Regions from separate parts of the Mus musculus genome. Here region 2 is linked to region 1. Evidence: chromatin contacts called from public targeted proximity ligation data. All regions are on one chromosome and are shown on one strand. The core of a region is the stretch at or near the end of the contact, and the rest is flanking DNA. Distances in the headings are between cores, read along the strand shown. Region 1 has its middle 59 kb from the start of C030016D13Rik. Region 2 overlaps Glis3 (GLIS family zinc finger 3).

What was found.
Region 2: a targeted proximity ligation map of pancreatic cancer cells shows a contact between it and region 1. A contact is called at or near these places in 3 of 130 datasets of targeted methods (astrocytes, embryonic basal ganglia and pancreatic cancer cells).

What each region holds. Positions count from the first base shown.
Region 1 is chr19:27,487,353-27,491,126 of GRCm38.p6, forward strand. No RefSeq gene overlaps it. Among named protein-coding and RNA genes, the nearest start is that of C030016D13Rik, 59 kb to the left of the region's middle.
Region 2 is chr19:28,387,319-28,391,092 of GRCm38.p6, forward strand. The region is part of intron 4 of Glis3 (GLIS family zinc finger 3); the gene reads right to left. Among named protein-coding and RNA genes, the nearest start is that of Gm35866, 25 kb to the left of the region's middle.

The DNA.
Region 1 (3,774 bases), core at 664-3,163:
CAGGTGAGGGGTGAGGCCAGCTCTCCAGCATGCAGTGTTATGAGGGGCAGCACAGTGGTCAGACATCAAATGGCTTTTGGTAGTAACTTGGGCCTCAGACATGAACATAGACCCTGGCTGCTGTAGGACCATGGACCCAGACACGGTCCCTGGCAGCAGCATGGGCCCAGATATCATCATGGCCTTAGGTAGCAGCATAGTCCACCCAGATCAGTTTGGCACCTTGTATCAGTATGACCTCTGGCCATCAACATGGTCTCAGTCATCAGCCCGTATCACTGATATTCAAATGGCCTTCAGTGGCAACCTGGGCCACAGACATCAGTTACAGACTCCAGCTTCAATAGGGTTATGGACACAGACATGGCCCTATGGGGCAGTCCAGGCCCAGACATCACCATGGCCCCAGGTGGTTTCCCAGGCTGGCTCCTCACATCTGCCTGCTTCTCACCACTATAAAGTCTCCAGTTCTGCTTCTTTTCACAGTGCATGAACCATGTGGCTTTCGCTTTACTTTCTCTCCCTGCTCTCCACTGGGTACTTCATCTTCCCCTTCTTTCCATCCCATTTGCTCATCAGAGTTGCACCCTCTGCAGGCAGGTCCAGGGAAAGTGCTTGGGTGTCTCTCTTCTGGCTGCCCTAGGACCATGGCGATGAGGGCTGATTTTGCTTTCTTTCTTCCTTTTGTCCTTTCTCCGTTTCTCTCTCTCTCTCTCTTTTTTTCTTTAGATCTATCTATCTATCTATCTATCTATCTATCTATCTATCTATCTATCTATCTAAGTATGTGAGTACACTGTAGCTGTCTTCATGCACACCAGAAGAGGGCATCAAATCCCATTATAGATGGTTTTGAGCCACCATGTGGTTGCTGGGAATTGAACTCTGGACATCTGGAAGAGCAGCCAGTGCTCTTAACTGCTGAGCCATCTCTTTAGCACTGTTCATGTTTTCTTAATGACTGCCATTCTGACTGGGATAAGCTGGAGTATCAGTGTAATCTAATTTCCATTTTCTGGTGACTGGTGAATTTGAACAGTTTCTTATGTGTTTATTGGCCACTTGTGTTTTATTATCTGAGACCTTTTTATTCATTTCATTAGCCTATTTATTGCTGAGTTGTTTAATTTTTCCTGTAAGCTTTCTTATTGGTTATTTTTATTAGCATACATTGATTACATATAAAACAGATCTCATTATATTTTCATGCATGTACACAATCATATTACCCCCCCCCATACCCATCTGTCTTAGGGTTTGTATTCCTGCACAAAACATCATGACAAAGAAGCAAGCTGGGGAGGAAAGGGTTTATTCAGCTTACACTGCCACATTGCTGTTCTTCAATAAAGGAAGTCAGGACACACACAGGGCAGGAATTTGGAGGTAGGAGCTGATACAGAGGCCATGGAGGGGTGCTGCTTACTGGATTGCTTTCTCTGGCTTGCTCAGCTTGCTTTCCTATAGAACCCAGGATGTCCAGTCCAAGGATAGCACCACCCACACTGGGCCCCTCTTACCCTTGATCACTAATTGAGAAAATGCCTTACACTGGAGCTCATGGAGGCATTTCTTCAAGGGAGGCTACTTTCTCTGTGATAACTCCAGCTCGCTTATGTCAAGTTGGCACACAAAACCAGCCAGTACACCATCTTTTGGTTTAGTGCTGTTACTGCTTTGTAGAGGAGTCTCTAAGCTGTCTCTTTTCTCAATTGTTTCCTTTGTTGTCAGGAAGCTTTTGAATTTCCTAAGGTCCCATTTATCTATTGTTAGGCTTATTTCCTGGAAAACCTTATTCAGAAAGTCCTCATGTACGCCAGTGTTGGAAGAATCCAAGAAGATGGAGAATGCCATCTCAGAATGGTCAGTGAGAGGCTGAAACTGGTTGTCAGAGTGACTCAGTGTGTGTGTGAGGAGCAAGATGTGGTAGTTGGGCTCACTGACTTCATAGTGACTCATCTGACCGAGGAGAATGTGCGAGTACTTAAAATGGCAGGAAAATAATGAAAAGTTTGTGGCAAGACGCTCTGGAGGTCAACATTAAACCCCAAAATTGTAGCTCAAAGTTCCCAAAGTGAACAAACAATATTAAATAGCTTTTCAAACTGTATCTACAGAACCTAAATCACTTGTTATCCTGAACAAGTTATTTGAGTATATTTTATACATTATATATCATGTACATTATACGTATTCATACATTTATAGACATGTGTGTTTTAAAACCCTAGATCTTTGCTAGACTCATTCATTCATTTAACACTTTACAGAAACAGAGCAGATGGTTAGGATGAGAATGCATCTTAGTTCAATACTGAGTAGGAAAACCATTCATTTATAGGTCAACTTTTTTTTTCGGTAACATTCAATGAGATATGGTAATTCTAAATAGGCTTATGGGTGATCATTAGGAAGAAAGGGATGGGGAAACAAAGGGCTGGAATCTTGGGGACAGCTAAGCCTATCAGTGAGGGTTTATTGATTGAGCAAGACACGGGCATCAGAGTAGTATTTGCTAAAGGGGTTTGAGTTTTCCCCAGAAAAAATGTGGAGAGCACTGGAGGAGTGGAAAAGATATTTAGCTATTATTCTTAATATTTTGGTTGTCATAAAAATACTGTGTCTTCATGAAATTTATGGTTCAATTTAAACTACAGTAACTGTGAATGGGACCTTGTTTTGCCTCTGTAACCAAGATTAGATGAGGCCATATTGAGTTATGCCCAATAGACAGGCATCCTTATGAGAGGAATACACACAGACACACACAGGGAAGATGGTCAAGGGGAGACAGGTAGGGACGAGGGTGCTGCCACAGGGAGTGCCAATCATCATGGAACACCTTGAGACTGAAAAATGTAGGGCAACATTTCTCCTTGAGCTTTGAGCTTTGAGAGGGAATGGGACCTTATTCTCTCGTTGATTTCAGACTTCGGACCTCCAGAACCTAAGGACAAACCATTGTTGTTTTAACCTCCCTGCCATGGAACAACTTACTATGGAAGATTTAGGAAAACAAGATAGCTGTTGAAACACAGGGAACCTGGTAAATTCCCTAGGTGAGGGTGAGGCTCTGTCCAAATCAACATGAGGCACTGTTATCTTTACCTAGTTGCACAGGTCTTGAAAAGACAGGACACCTCACCCAGTACGACTCTATTTCTAAATAAAATGGCCCATCTGTGGGTGATGGCCACGATGTGATGAGCACACAGAGAATCTGAAGCTGAAGAGCAAAAATAGGCATGAAAAGCTGAGCCATCACTTCCCATACATCACTAAGACTGTGAAAATCTCCTCCCATAATTCTCCTTGGGGCAGCTGACCAAATGCATAGCTATCTGGAGGCTTCACTTTGCATGGTGTCCTCTGTAAAGCAGCTTAATGAAGATGGCTGGAGGAGGAGGGCTTGAAGCTTCCAAGGGTCGAATTCTTTGATCAGCACTTCTTCCAATTTTGTAAACCACAAAGCTCATCAAATTCTCTCTAAACTAAATCCCTTGCCAAACCTGGGTGTAGTGGGCCTTCGCAGGGACCCATAATGTTTAAAGAGTGTTTCAAAATATTTTGGCATAGGATAAGAAGCTGAGTTAGATCCAATAATCTGTCTATATTTAATCTTGTCAATGTGTCACACTAATTTTAAATTTTGTATGCACTATAAAACACATAACATGAATTCCTACATGTGTGCACAATCTGTCTATACATGGATGTGCATGTGTCTCTGTGTACATACATACATACACACATACAGGCTAGTTCTACACTTTC
Region 2 (3,774 bases), core at 668-3,167, 900 kb after region 1:
CCCTTCATCAAAGTAGCTTTTTCAGCAGAGACCATTCAGAGATTAACCAGTGATCAAGATACAGAAAGCAAGTGACTGGGTGATGCCCAACCACAACTGATATAGCTACAATGAACCAAGATATCTAAGGCTCAGGGAACATGGAAGAAGAAGAGGTAGAAAGATTGAAAGAGAATCGGGAAGTCTGCTGTAAGACAATGTCCTCCCCCCCTCAACCCCCCGAACACACACATGAAAGACAGGGAGTTGCAGCCATGAAATCTCAACCCTATGACATTCCAACATGGAGGTGGGTAATTTCACAAAGCTCCACACCTAAAGGAAGAGCTACTAAGAGCTACCTAAATCAATAGCTTCTAAGAGAGTGACAATCAGTCTTCATCACAGATGAACCCCCGAGTAAGTTATCCAATCCCCAAGTGGTCAGCCTTGAACACTTACACACAGGAGCAAGACTAAATAAACTTAATATGTCATAATATGTATGTATATACATATATATACATACGTGTGTATATATATATATATATATACACACACACACACACATACACATATATATGTAATTATACACACACAGCCATATATATGTCATAAACAAGGGATGCTGGTGTGAAAACAAGAAGAGTTGGAAGTTGGAAAGAGAGGATAGAAATGATATAAATACAGTACTCTTCTTGTATGGAACTCTCAAAAAAATTAAAACTACAAAAAAATTTTTTTAGAATGTGTTGGCGCTCCATGACCTGACCTAGAAAGCTGTCTGTACTATTCTACAAAGGAGAGGAACACTGTGGTGAGAAATCTGAGTGGTCTGATGACAATTTCTACAGGACAAAGTCTTGGCTGTGTGTACACTTACATGGGTCTACAACCGTAAAGAATGTGGGGATACCACACTGATGCCTTAACACTTGAGAGTTTAACTGAGAGCTGGACAGGGGCAGGAGGTGGGGAAAACACTCGGTGTATTGTGGTAAGCAAATACTCCTTTTAAAACTATAATTCTATTTTCCATTAACTCAGATTATCTTCATTATCCCTGCCTCCTCATCATAAATATAAATTTGTGTGTCCTAAAACATGAAGTGGATTCTTGGGCTATCTGGGTAACATAAATGGTCTTGAGATTGGCTTTCAACTGCACCTCTGCTGGCAAAGTAAGGAGGACCTGGACACCATGACTCTTGTAAGGCTAAGGATGAAGCCTAGCTTTTATTGGCTCCTGACTTATTACCTGAACGGTCAGTGAGCTATGGTGCACAGTTAGAGTCACATGCTGATAAGGAGGACCCAGCAGTATTGTCTCAAGAAACTATCAGCAAAACAACAAAGGAGTTTTCATGATTGATAGCACCAAATAATTATTGTACATACAAAGAAAAATGTTATTTGTGAGACAGGCTACCTTTAACCATCATAGACAAAAGATGTAGACTGCAAAGATTTTGATTAAAATATGCAAATGGCATCTGAAATCTCAACAATACTCCGTGATTCTACTTTTCGTCACTAAGTTGTTATTTTTTTTTTCTGTTTTACAAACTTTTGTCAATTATTTTCCATTTTGACATTATTCCTTTGAAAATAAATCTTTTCACACTAGTATTATAACCTAGGAAATCAGACAAATGATAGAGGGCAACTCAGTTAATTATTGCAAATTGGACACACTGTGGTAACCAGGACAGATCAAGAAATTGAAACATTTCATCATTAGTCCTAAAAGAAATCCAACCTTTAGTTATGGGGAAGAACACCTGAATTAGCAATTATATTTGGTGCATTTACGGTTCAGAGTAGGGTGTCTGGATGAAATTTAAATATGAACAAGCTTAAACATGACTCCACAGAGCCTAGATGCAAACCATCCCTTGGAAAACGTGTTTGGCTCCATCCACAGGCCTGGCTGCCTCTCCTCTGTGTCACAGGGTGCCAGTCGGGACCAGTGACTTCTCCATGCTTGAGTCACAGAAAGGAAGCCAAACTCTTGAGTCATCTCGAGGTTCACATTCACCCCTAGATTTCCTTTGTCATCAAGATGTCATGCAATGAAAAGTGCATGTGATCTGGCAAACCTGACAGTGAGCCTTACTGTTCAGAGAGGTTCACAAACAGGTGATTAATTTGTCAGCACAAAGTGAAGACTCAGGTTGAAAACAGCGATCTCTTTCTCACCCTTATTCTCACCCTGAACAAGAGGATGCCTGCGGTTCCCATTAGTACTGCACAAGCTCAAAGGGGACTGACTTGGCATTGTTCTTCCTTTGCCTGGCAGCTATCATTTCCAGAGAAAAAGAGGTGTGGAGTCAAGGTCTGAAACTGAACAATGTCTCTACCCAGGAGAGATCGTTGCACCTCACACTGACCAGGTGCATGGCACTTTAGGGGCTTCATCAAAACTGATAAGACAGGAATCAGGACCAGTTTCTGGGAAGTCAAAGTCTCAGGACCATAATAACATTGACCCTGATAGTCAATGACTACTTTTGCTGTACTGTGGTCTCCAAAGGCCCAGGACAGCTATTAGGTCCATCTAGAAAGTTGCTGTTCCCAAAAAGAAAGTGGACTTGAACACTGTTTCCTGTGTATTAATTAACCAAATAATATGGCTGGGTGTGGTGGCATATGCCTTTAGTCCCAGCACTTGGGAGGCACAGTCAGATGGATGTCTGTGAGTTCAAGGCCAGCATATCATTTACATAGTTCGCTCTAGGCCAGCCAGGGTTACATAGCAAAACCCTGTCTCAAAAATACTCAATATTTTAATGTAAAAGTAAAAATATCCCAAGTCTCTTGTTTCTGACTCCTGGGCCAGTCTCATTAGGAGTCTCAAAGGGTCACATTCTGAATCAAGTCAGGACTGGAAATGTAGGCAGTTCAGCCCCACTGCCTAGAAATTGAATAAAACTAAGGGGGGGGGTGCATTTTCACAGTGTGCTCTCAGTTGAGAAAGCTGGGTAATGAACTTCAAATAGATTCAGGGATAATTTGGTGCCTTGATGGTAAACACTAGCTAGCACAGATAGAATATCTCATTTGGAATTACACAGCTGCTTTGTATTGCAAATGAATAATATGCCCAGCATTCACACAGAACCAGGAAGTCGGAATTTTATTTCAGTTTTCATCTCCACCTAAATGCAAAAGGCTGGCATGAAGGTAATTGGGAAACAATTATTACAGGTGGTTCACAGGGCTGCATAATCGAACAGCCACTGCTACTAGGCATAGACCCTCCTGGTTAACTCAGGCGTTACCACAGAAGAGTGGACGGGGCCCTTGTTATTTTACCAATACTGTTGAGAGTTAGTATTAAATACTCAGAAGGAGAATTTTCTAATGCTAGAAAGAAAAATTCCAAGTTAATTTAATCTTACAGGCTTTCTATTGTGAGAAGGCAATTTTGGTTGGTTGATTGGTTTTATTTATAATAAACTCCCATTCTATTTCATTTAGGCAAACAAATCTATGATTTGGGGAGAACTTGTTTCCAGCCTAAGAATTCAACGTAATTCAACGTAATTCCCTTGTAATATTCTGCAATGAAAGAGTATCAGTTTGCCATATTTTAACTATAACTCTAAACCAAGGTGACTTTGCCCCTAAAGAGACTTCATCAGAGACTGGAGACGTTTTAGATTGAGCATGACTGTGTACTGGAGGTAGAAGGACTTCCTCTGAGCAGCTGGTGCCAGGCAGGCACGCTGCTAAACATCCTTTGTACACAGGATAGTCTCCACTGACCAGTGGCGCTCAGTGCTGAGGGACAGA